2 separate regions of the Zea mays genome follow, and region 1 is linked to region 2. Evidence: chromatin contacts called from public Hi-C data. All regions are on one chromosome and are shown on one strand. Each heading gives the region's core, a stretch centred on a gene start, on an enhancer-like site or on the middle of the called end of the contact. The rest is flanking DNA. Distances are from core to core; before and after follow the strand shown.

Region 1 (5,370 bases), core at 715-3,214, 330 kb before region 2:
CCATTTGTCTGTCGAGCAGTCGACACATCTTCGTGCACTCGCGCATGTATAGTAGTTGCGTCTTTAGGTAAGGAGAAAAAGGGGTAGCTAGCCTCCTTTTTTCCTTGGTCGCCCGGCAACATCGATCTTTCGTGTCCATGCACGTTCATGGTGCCGCGAGAGACATCAGTAAGACATCTTTCCCGGGCTCTGCTGCTGTTCTATTCTCTCCCACCTTTTTAGCCTGTTTATTTATATATAGTCTCCAGCCACACCACACGGTTGCCGACATGTCGTCTAGTCCAGCGAGATCAGATCAGATCAACGTCAAATCAAACATTAACAAAGTACTGTTTGATTGCTCGCAGAAAGCAGGGCCAGGGGTGAACAGCAAGTGGCTTTCGCCTCGGACAGGGAAAACACAGTTTATGCACACGTACTCTCTCAGGCCTAATAAACTAGTCGTCGCTTCTCTCTCTCTCTCTCTCTCTCTCTCTCTCTCTCTCTCTCTCTCTCTCTCTCTCTCTCTCTCTCTCTCTGAATTGTGCAGCCTATACGATCGTATGTATGTAGGGTGGGAGGTAAGCATCGTCGCAAGGGCCAAGGACGTACGACCGTGCATGGGGTCCGGTCATAGGAAATGATGCGAATAAAGATGTGTGCCATCCATATGCATGCATGCCTCCCTTTTCCACTCAAAGGCTTTCCGTTCGTCGGCCATCGTCCTCCCTACGCATGGCACTGTGCGAGCTTTTTTCTCGATGTCCATGCGCAATTTTTAGTGCAATAGTACAGGCACTGTGTAATCATGCATGCTGCACGGAGTATAGAATATGCATGCATGTATCTAGGGAGGGAGACGCGGAGAAGCAAAGGCGAACAGTGCAGGCGAGGAAATTAAAGCCCGTCGTGGAGACTCGAGACTAGATAACCGAAGCAAGAACAAAAAAAAAGAGCGACAACAAAGTTCCACCAGCTGTTTGGAGCCTTGGAACAGAACTAGCTAGTGAGCAATCAGCATGGACCTTGCGGTCTACAATTTAAGGAAAACCAAGTATTATTAGCACTGTGTTTTCTCTACGTTATCGTTACTCTTAAACCTTAGCTTGCTGGAGAAGAATTAAAAGGTACAGAATTTGGGTCCGAGGTCGTCCGATCGAGCCTGAGTCCATGTCGGCAGATTTCTGGCATTTTGTCCGCAAAATTTCTGTGCAAGTACCATGATTAGTGGAGGTTCACGATCGCCCCTCCGATGGAACAGTGGACAGTGTGCCAATGCAAGGAACAAAACTGGCGCGAGGACCGGCACAGTCCCTGCCTGTAGGTGGATCGAGAGAGGTTCGACGAGATCGAAGAGACCGCTCCTCCCCAAGCTCCCAACGTACCAGTGGACACAGAGGCCCAGGCCCCCGGCCCAGCGCGCGCGATCGCTCAATCACGTACGCGTCCACTGTGCCACTGTACGTACTTACCAGTTAAGTTGCAGCCAATCCGACCCGTCCGCCGTCGTTGGGTGATCTCCACCGTATGCTACAGCTATGCACAGCGCCCGGCCTTAATTGTGGACGGAGCTTGGACTTGGACACCACGAGAGGGCCCCCCAGAGAGCCCAATGATTCGCAGGTCCGGTACGTAGCTCTCGGCTGGCTCATACGGGGCTAAAGGCGCTGCCATGCCTCCGCAAGATCTGCAGCCTCCTCGATTTGATACCCCCCCGATCTGGCCCGGGACAGGGACGTCGTGAGCCCCGAGCCGTACGGCCGGCGTGGCGTGGCGTGGCCAAGCGCCCTCCCTCCCTGACCCCCTCCGTGGAGACGGAGGGAGGGGCTGCTGCCGCGTCGCTTTCGCCGGCGCACACGTCGGGGTCGCCGCGCCTGTTCATTCGCTGGCACGCCGCGCACTCGTCCTGCTGGCCTGGACTGGACCCCCCTCCCGCGCGGCGCGGGAGGGAGGATCTGGCTCGGCGCGTGCTCGCGCGCACGGTTGGGCAGGGACAGGGAGGGAAAAAGAAATGCGCGCGACGCGCCGGCGTGTCCGGTCCGGTCCGGTCTCACCTAGCTCACGTGCGTGCGTCACCGAGTGCGTGCGCGCGTGACGGCGACGCGCCCGGCCCGGACCCGGAGAGAGCGACGCGGATATGGGGAGCCATGCGACCGACGCATAGCGGCAACTTTGTTAACTAGTGCTCCGCGGCCACCTCGCGCGCAACTTGCTTTGCCCGCACCGCGGCCTGTGTCAGCTTCTCCTCCATGCATCCATCGGTCGGTCGGTCATCTCGTTAGGTTCCATCCGGGCCTGTCCGTCAGCTAGATCTGCGGATGGGATCAACCCGTCAGGTCGTGGAGCAGTAATGGTTGGTTAGGCGGCCTCGTGCTCATGCTCGTGCTACAGCTACAGCACCACCAGAGAGGATGGATGCACGCGTCATGGGGGCGAGTGACCGAGGAAAGAGAACTAACTCGTTTAGCATGGAACTCTCTGGTTGTGCTGTTGACTTCCAACACCTTATCATTGGAAACGCGTTTCCATCATGCTCAGACCGAGCCAAAGCCGATCAGAACAAACAACTGTACACCATGCACCACGCTCCAGTGCAGCGCCTGCCTGCCTCCTCTACACCTGCACGCGCGCGGCTGCCGCGTGCAGAGGAGCAGCGATCCGCATGGAGAAAAGGGTCCAAGTTCCCTTGCGTTGCGTGAAATACTGAAATGACCATCACGGCCCACGACCCTGCTGCCACGGACGGACCACCACAGTCTACAGCACCAGCAGTTCGCAGGAGTTGTATATTGTTGACCAGGGTCCAGCCAGGGATGCGTGCGTCCATCCTGTTGCAAGGCTCGCCGATTGCTACTCTCAAGTTATGTCAGTGCACATCTGATTTGCCGTCCTGCGACTGCGAGTGGATACAAATTGGATCCGGAGCCGCTCCGTTCTCACGAATTGGGATGGAGTCCTGCCATTCTAACCGTTTCGGATTGATTGGTTGCCCACATTGTCTTATCCTGAATCACCACATACATTGATTTTGTCTGAACATCTGTATAGTTACCTGCTGCACGTAAGGAAAATGGATTTTTTTTATAATGGAAACATGAGTTCCGGCTTTAGCATGGTAATGCGTACAGCCAACACAAGACAATTATTACATCCGAAAAACGTTGCATAGAAAATGAAACTAACTTAAAGAAGCAAAATCACGAGAATGTAGGTAACTCTAGCCATCCTCAATTCTTGCATTTGAGCGCCATCCATGATTTGCAAAGACTTCCATCGCCACCACTTCCAACGCTTGACAGACATCGAGGATTTGTTGATGTGATTCCTCCTTCTGTAGAAGTCTCCAGAATCTGAACCATTAAGTACCTCTGAAAATGACCTGCAGAATTGATGGTATTGGTTTATGATTAAAAGCAACTTCATTTCGACTAAGCCAAATAGACCAAAATAAAGCTGAGATTCCAGAGAGTAATAATTTTTTGTATCCTGGACTCATATTGCTTCCCCAAGACCCAATAATGTGATTAATGCTAACGGGCCTGTCTATCTTTAAGGCATAGTAAATTAATCTCCATATGTTACTGGCCATATAGCAGTCAAAAAAGATATGATGAATACTCTCATTTCGGTTGCAAAAGCTACAAGTCAAGCTGCCTTTCCAGCGTCTTTTGGCTAGGTTATCTTTAGTAAGGATCGCTCCCCGACATAAATTCCACAAAAAAAACTTTTATTTTCAAGGGGAGCTTAAGTTTCCAGAGCTTTTTATTCCGTTCATCGTTGGGATTATTCATCAAACAATGGTACATAGATTGGACTGAGAAAATTCCATCCTTATGACCATCCCAAACAAATTTGTCGCTAGACAGATTCAAAGTAACATTAGATAGCAAGTTTAACATGTTGTGCCATTCCATCAATTTAATCCCCCTAATTATTCGGCAAAAAGATAAATTAAGATTCGTAGCTGAAAAAACGTCTACCACTAATACTGATTTATTCCGCACTATATTAAATAGATTCGGAAATTGCTCACAAAGAGACCGACTGGTTAGCCATTTATCCTTCCAAAATCTGATAGTTTGACCATTCCTCGCTTCGAAGCGCCCCCATCTGAGAAATTGATCCTTAGTATTCATTAAACCTGACCAGAAATGAGAATCGCCCGGTCTTCTAGATATTTGAGTAAGGGATTTAACTCTTAGGTATTTATTTTTAAGTAATTGTTGCCACATCCCATCCTCATTGAATAATTTGAAGAGCCATTTGCTGAGTAAGCTGATGTTTTTAACAGCCAGATTAGAGACACCTAAACCACCTATCGCTTTGGGTTGACAAACAACATTCCATCTAGCAAGCCTATACTTTCTTTTACTGCCTCCTCCCTGCCAGAAGAATCTGGAACGGATCGCATCCAATTTCTTCAAGACGCCTGCCGGAATCTCGAAAAAAGACAACATAAATATAGGAAGACTACTCAACACAGAATTGAGTAAGACCAGTCGACCACCTGACGATAGAAATTTAGCCTTCCAAGTACTAAGTCTCCTTTCAAACCGGTCAATCACACCTTGCCAGTCACTATTTCTCAATCTTCTATGAGTCATAGGAATCCCGAGATATTTGAAAGGCATTGTCCCAATTCCACACCCGAATAAGTGAGAGTATTGCACTTCATATTCCTTCGCCAACCCATAGCAGAATAACTCACTTTTATGAAAATTTGTTTTTAGTCCTGACATTTGCTCAAAAAGTGTCAAAAGAAGTTTGACGTTCCGAGCATGCCCCAGATTATGGTCTAGGAAAACCACCGTATCATCAACATACTGAAGGATAGACAATCCCTCCGGAATCAAATGCGGGACAATTCCTTTGAACAGATTCACCTCTTTTGCTCTTGCAAATAGAATTGCTAACATATCTACAACAATATTGAATAATATTGGCGATAAAGGGTCCCCTTGACGAAGGCCCTTGAAAGTACTGAAAAATGGACCTCGTCCATCGTTCACTTTAACTCTAACATGGCCTCCTGAGACTATTGTTTGGATCCAAGCACACCAGGAAGGGAAGAAACCCTTCATACGCAACGCTTGCTGGAGAAACTCCCATTTGACTTTATCATAGGCCTTCTCAAAGTCTAATTTAAGAATAACCCCATCTAATTTTTTCCTCTGTAATTCATGAATTGATTCATGGAGAATAATAACCCCTTCAAGAATATTTCGACCAGGCATAAAGGCTGTCTGAGAGGGACTGACTATTTTGTCAGCCACTAGACCTATTCTATTTGTGAGAACTTTAGTTATGATTTTGAACGAAACATTAAGCAAGCAAATAGGTCTATAATCCTGGATTTTATTTGCGTTATCCTTCTTTGGAATTAGAGTAATT
Region 2 (6,110 bases), core at 1,743-4,242:
CAGGGAATTGTTTTTTTCATCCCTGGGTTCTCCCGCCCATTGTGTCCCTGTGCCCTGCTTCGTGTTGTTTGGCTTCTCGTCCTACGCTTCATCACCGGTGCTGCTGCAAATTGAACGGCGTTTCTCGTCTCACGGCGTGCTGCAAATTGAACGGGGCTACATCGCAACGCAACACACAAGGTACAAACCGGATCTAAACATTTTCAATTTACAGCGAAGTTAGCAAGTTACTGAAATCACCATCAATCGTTCAAAACTCAGCGCGCCACAAACTTCTACGCCTATACTACGCCATGCATATGCAGTTCATTCACCCAACGCTTATCCCGTAAGGCTATAAAGCACATGCGAAAGGCGTTCATTCACTCTGTAAGGCGTTCTTGTTCTTCACCCAACGCTTCTCGCACGGGGGTCTTCTATTGACCATTGAAGAAAAACATTTGACTGGAGATAGCATCTGGAATATATGAATCTAGTATAACGAACTAGGTCTGAAAATCTGGGCAATTCCAGATTCGATTCTCATGTGAGATGATAAAAACGTCATAATTATCCTGCGTACTAAAAAATATTCGCTAGTTGAGTCGTTCCGGCATATACAAAATTATTAGCTACAGTTGTTCCTGCATGCGTGTAATGTCCTTCGGTGAACTTGTCTGTCATTATCATTTAAAAACGTATCTAGATGCATTACGGAAGATTTTTAGTTTCCTTTGTTATATTTGAGAAGTTATATATTGTATATACAGAGAGATGCAGCTGTGTATTATTTGCTGTAGCTTCGATTGCGAGACGCATGGTTGCAGTCATTTTATTGTAGTTAGTTTATATGATACGTCGTTGTCACCGCATGAAGATTAACTGCTGTGCCATATGAAGACCTCCTGCCTCATCACGGTGTTTGTATATAAGATCAACTGCAGTGCCTACACGGTGGACGGAGTATTTGTATGATGTGAAGGTCACTATTCAGCATCGTCAGTATGAAATGGCTATGGCCTTCAAAGCTTTCTTTCTTGGTCACCGGACAGGGAAGAAATATTCTGCTCAAGCTCACAATTAGATACAAGACATAACTCAGATAAGAGCTTGTTCAACTTGCACTATAGTTCATTTGAGTATTTACCTATTATTGATCTCTTGAGTTGAAGCTAGGTTTCAAGTATCTCCTAAGGATTCGTATATGTGAAAACCAGGGATTCTCTTTTTTTTTTGCACTACAATCTGTGACGTTTTAATATTTGATGACTAGTTGTTCATGCATTGCTATTGTATTTGCATATCCCCTAGGTTTAAGAGCATTTCTAACAAGGTGACTCAATGATGTCTCAAATTTAAAATACTACATTTAAAGTGTTCAGGTCGCCAAAAACAAATTGTGCTTCAACATTTAAGCTTTAATCATGTATCTTAGGAAATAAATTATGTTATTAGAAAAAATGTTTAGAATGATGTAGAAAACAAGGATAGAGCCTTACTCCGAAATTTATAAAATAGGGCACTGTGTTGGAGCTGTTTTTACTGAGTTGCTCTATATTTTAAGGTAGGGTACTGATTTAAAGCACGGTTATAGATGCTTTAAATACAATATTTCAAATTTCCACATATTCTTAACATTTAACTGGAGATATCATGTGGAATATATGAATCAAGTATAAATGAAATTAGTCGCATGCAATTCCGGATTCTCATGAGAGATAATAAAAATATGATAATTATTTGCTAAGTTCAATGACCTAAGTCTTTTACTGCGTACTAAAAAATATTCGCTAGTTGAGTAGTTCCCGCATATTCAAAATTATTAGCTAGTTGAGTTGTTCCTGCATACGTCTAATGTCCTACGGCTGTTTATGCGAACTTGTCTGTGAAGACATTGTACATACAGAGAGATTCAGCTGTGTATTATTTGTTGTAGCTTCGAATGCGAGACGTATGGTTGCAGTCATTTTTATTGTAGTTAGTTTATATGATAAGGCGTTCATTCAGCTGTGTATTATCATTTATCCGGGCGATCAAAGCAATGCAGCATTGCGCGCATGTGTTTAGGGGGCGCTTGCATGAAGTCTTGCGTGCGCACTGCATGCGTGTGTGAAGGGACGGAGGACTACATCTTTATTTTGCAGGATAAGATACTTTTTGCTATAGTCTGGTCCTGTTTGGTTCTTCTAGAACTAATCGTTAGCCTCTAAAATTAGATATAGAGGTTTTAAACACTCACAATTGTCAGCTATTTAACAATTAGTTCATTAACTCGTTAACTGGATTAATCTAGCTATTAGCAATTTGTTAGCTGGCTAACTATTAGCTCTTGGTTCCAAACATAGGCCTTAATTTGAGCTTTCTCCTTTGGGTGAGTTTATTCTTAATGCCTCCTTAAATTTCCCTCTTCTCAAAATCAAAAAATGTATTTACTTTCCAGATGTTTTCCCCTCCTTTTCAAATTAAAGATGTTTTGACTTTCCAGATTTTGGTATGCTTGTAGTTAAATCTACACTGTAGATAAAGAAATGTTTGTGGAGAAGTAAAAATCCCTTATTTGGTCGTCATGGTAAATGGCTGCGGTGGACATGTGCAGTCTCTGGCGACTGATGTTCAGTGATCTTGCTGTTCTATTGTTTGTATATTCGTGTCGGATTGTTAATTCTGAGCAGCCATTGTTTGCAAATTTTTTTGGAGGCTTCACCACATCCATTATCAATCAATAACTCGATTTTGCTCTACGAAGGTATATGTCAATTATCAATAACTCGATTTTTTACTGGTTATTAGATAGTCTTGTTGCATTCTGAAGACCACTGATTGCTGCCATTTGTAACTAGTACTGTTAACCAAGGCGCGTAGAAAATTGTTTGTGTGACCTAATTCTACAAAAAAAAAAATTAAACAAAATTTAAAATTTGTTTTAGATTTTGATCAGCGTTGAAATTTACACACGCCATTAGCCCTGTTTGTCTCCTAACTGTGGATCTTGTCTCAACACGGTGAGGCCCTCACTGGACTGTCCAATACAGCCTTTGACGGAAGGTGGTTCGACTCCACCCAGATCCTTTAGTCTGTATTCTGTGATTCAACCGATTTAAATACATAATACGAGATAGTATTGGGGATTTGAATAGAACTGACTCAATAATTAGCTGCTGTATCCAAAACCCTGCCTTCCATGAAAGAGTACTCGACCTGTTGGGTACATTTTGATCATTTACATTTTATTCCATTTTTGTTCCAAAATTGCTTTATTTTAGTTTCTATATTTAGCAATTTATATACTAAAAAGGAATAAAATGAAGGGACTAAACATTAGTCCCTAGAAACCAAACACCCACTATACCCGGTCAACGGGTCCGAGTGGGGGTGTGCTGATACTCGAATATCTATCAGGGTCGTATCGTATGGAAAGGTATAGATTTGAGAAACTCTTTCTCCATTTGGTATGGATAAACTCTTTCTCCATTTGGTATGGATACGAGAAAGTAGAATCTGAACATGATGATTACCCATAGATAATATCTATCTAGTAAAATTATATATGCAACCCAATAGACAATAAGCCCAACAATTAACTCTAACTCTCCCAACCTTTTTAAGCACCCATCCACCCAACCCAAGAGTATAGCCACCAGCCGCTCTGCCCACCTCTTTTGTGTGGTTAAACAATATTTTCTTGTTAGATAACATATTTATTTGTGATGTATTGTTGTTGGGTATCTTGATGTCATATAAAATATAATATGGTCATGCTTTTTATATAAGAATGAGAATTTATTGGGACTCGATACACGAATGAGGATGGGTATGGGTTATGGAGATGGAGATAGCTATAGCTTCATGTGGATGGGTATGAGATATCTAAACCCGGTGTGGAATTCCTCATTGACATTTCTAGTCCCGAGTGAGGCCTAGACATGACCTGCTAGGTTAATAATCTGTCGGGGTGACCCAATGGGCCTAACGGGCTTAAAACAATATATAATGTTCAAATGACAAAAATATGCTATATATACACACACAAGGGTTTAAACCATAGTCGTTAGCTCTAAATACTTATTTACACCTATATAATATAACCGACAAACAAATATGTTTCTTATGTTTTATACTCATCTAGTATACTAGAAAAGAATGCGCCCTACCGAGCGCTAGACAGTCCATGCAAGTATAAAATAAAATACCACCAATATCACAAAAACTTCTTATTGGTTCCAAAGAGTAATGCCACCAATATTTTATTGCGTCTACTGATGAACATGAAGAGACAATTTCAGTAAATGGGACTAAATGTGAGGAACAATAGGGTACATACAAGATTAATTATATTACATAATGTAGTTTTAGCTACCTTTTTTCTTATTAGTCATTACTTATTTTGCTCCCTCTTTCTCGCTCTAAGAGTGCCTCTCTGAACACTTGTTCATTGTTTCAAACCATGGTCCATGAAGTTTATACTGATGGTGAAATGTTGCAGCATGTACAACAAATATCTAGTTCACCAGTTCCCGGTGGCCACTCCACATTTACTATATTAACAGCGGGAGCAACTCCGACACAAGATTAGGCCACGTCATCTTAAATAACGGCAGCCGTCTGATGGAAATCCAACGCTTCATACGAATCTTGAATAGTAAGTGGAGAACATCCAGGAAACATCCAGATTCAGACAGAAGGAAATGGTTTTCCTTGCTTCCTCCGCCCGTGTAGCTGAGCGATACAGTATTGAAGCAAAGCAAATTTCTTTCTTGAAACCTCCTTTTCTCCAATCCCTTCGCACAGGCGACGGACGACTCGGCTACCGCCGCCGCCGCTACGCCAGCTTCCCAGCGACTTCTCCCAGCGACTTCTCAGCATTCAGGTATGCCTATCCTTCGCCTCCTCAAGATGTAGCAAGCATCTTCCCTCCCCTTTGCTTTCTCAAACACATCAGAGCCACAACGCAAGCATACAGGCATTTTTTTTCCCCGAGCGGCATTCATCCTCCGTCTGCCGTCGAGTCCCCTACACCACTGCTAGCATTTTCTAGAGAGCACGGAACAAAATGGTCGTATTCGGTTAGGGTTTAGAGACCACTGTTGGGGTTTTCTGCAATAGATATCTAGCCTATCCCAACTTTATTGGATTATAATCTTTGTTGTTGCTGATGATAAAAACGTTAGATGGATTATAATCTTTGTTGTTGCTGTTAATATACTCCCGCTATTAATATAGTAAATTGCTGTGACAGTAAGGTGTCTTTCTTGCCATTGTTCTATTAGCACACATAATTTCTTGAATAATTTCTTGGGTATGTATTGTAGTTGTACAACAGCCAGGAAATCTCGTATGAGATGTACATTAGGTTTAATTTTATTTTATTCTCTACTGACTTTTGTGTTCGAAATAATTACGTTAGCTTTCACTTCATCTATTTCTTCTGATAATTATGTATTTGGAATTGTTCCGCCTATTAGCCACAAAGATTAGTATACTCTCGAATCTATGACAGCAGAACAAATACAAAAAAAAAGAGGGGAAAAATCAGTTGAGCCCATTGGTTCTTCTGAAATAGATGAACTGAATCAATGCATTCAAAACAATTGGTTCTTCTGAATAATACCACACTTCATTCCAAGTTGTGCCGGTGCCACTGATTACATAGTTGTTGTTTTTTTTTTGAAAAAAAATAAGTAAAAGTAATTTTGCAGTTCTGCTATTTCATAGGAGATTGACAACTTTGGTGACCTTTACTGTAAAATGATATTTATAACCGCGTATAAAAGAAATATGTAAATAATATGTGTCATATTAAATCTGTCTTTCTACTGCACTCTCCCTAGGTTATCAGACACCATGTTTAATATAAAAAATGTCTAAAACTGTATATGTTGTTCCATCAAAAAATATTTATTTACGTATATCTTTTTTTTTATTCGTAACCCCTCTCAAACTATATAACAGAAAATTGAAATATTTACTTGATTCCCTCCACCGTGCTTACAATTTAGTTTTTTTATTCTCTTCCTCCCTTTGCCATTACAATTGAATGCAGACTGAATGTCGGATTCAGTAGTGTTATGAACTAGGATCCTTCATCTACAACTATATGGGCTATTCAGTCATATAGTTTTGTACACTCATAT

The links. A called contact is a pair of places that touch in the nucleus more often than the background predicts.
Region 1: a Hi-C map of leaf shows a contact between it and region 2, with 6 times the contacts expected there. The contact joins two enhancer-like sites. A contact is called at or near these places in 5 of 25 Hi-C or Micro-C datasets (bundle sheath, ear, leaf and 1 more).

The regions. Positions count from the first base shown.
Region 1 is chr1:30,655,060-30,660,429 of Zm-B73-REFERENCE-NAM-5.0, reverse strand. No RefSeq gene overlaps it. Among protein-coding and RNA genes, the nearest start is that of LOC100278274, 19 kb to the left of the region's middle. Within about 2 kb of position 1,964, at least 19 of the 20 cell types and tissues checked have an H3K27ac peak or open chromatin away from gene starts, as enhancers often do. A contact at or near this core is called in leaf, where this site is marked.
Region 2 is chr1:30,330,248-30,336,357 of Zm-B73-REFERENCE-NAM-5.0, reverse strand. It overlaps the pseudogene LOC109461481. Among protein-coding and RNA genes, the nearest start is that of LOC103633216, 9.1 kb to the right of the region's middle. Within about 2 kb of position 2,992, at least 1 of the 20 cell types and tissues checked has an H3K27ac peak or open chromatin away from gene starts, as enhancers often do. A contact at or near this core is called in leaf, where this site is marked.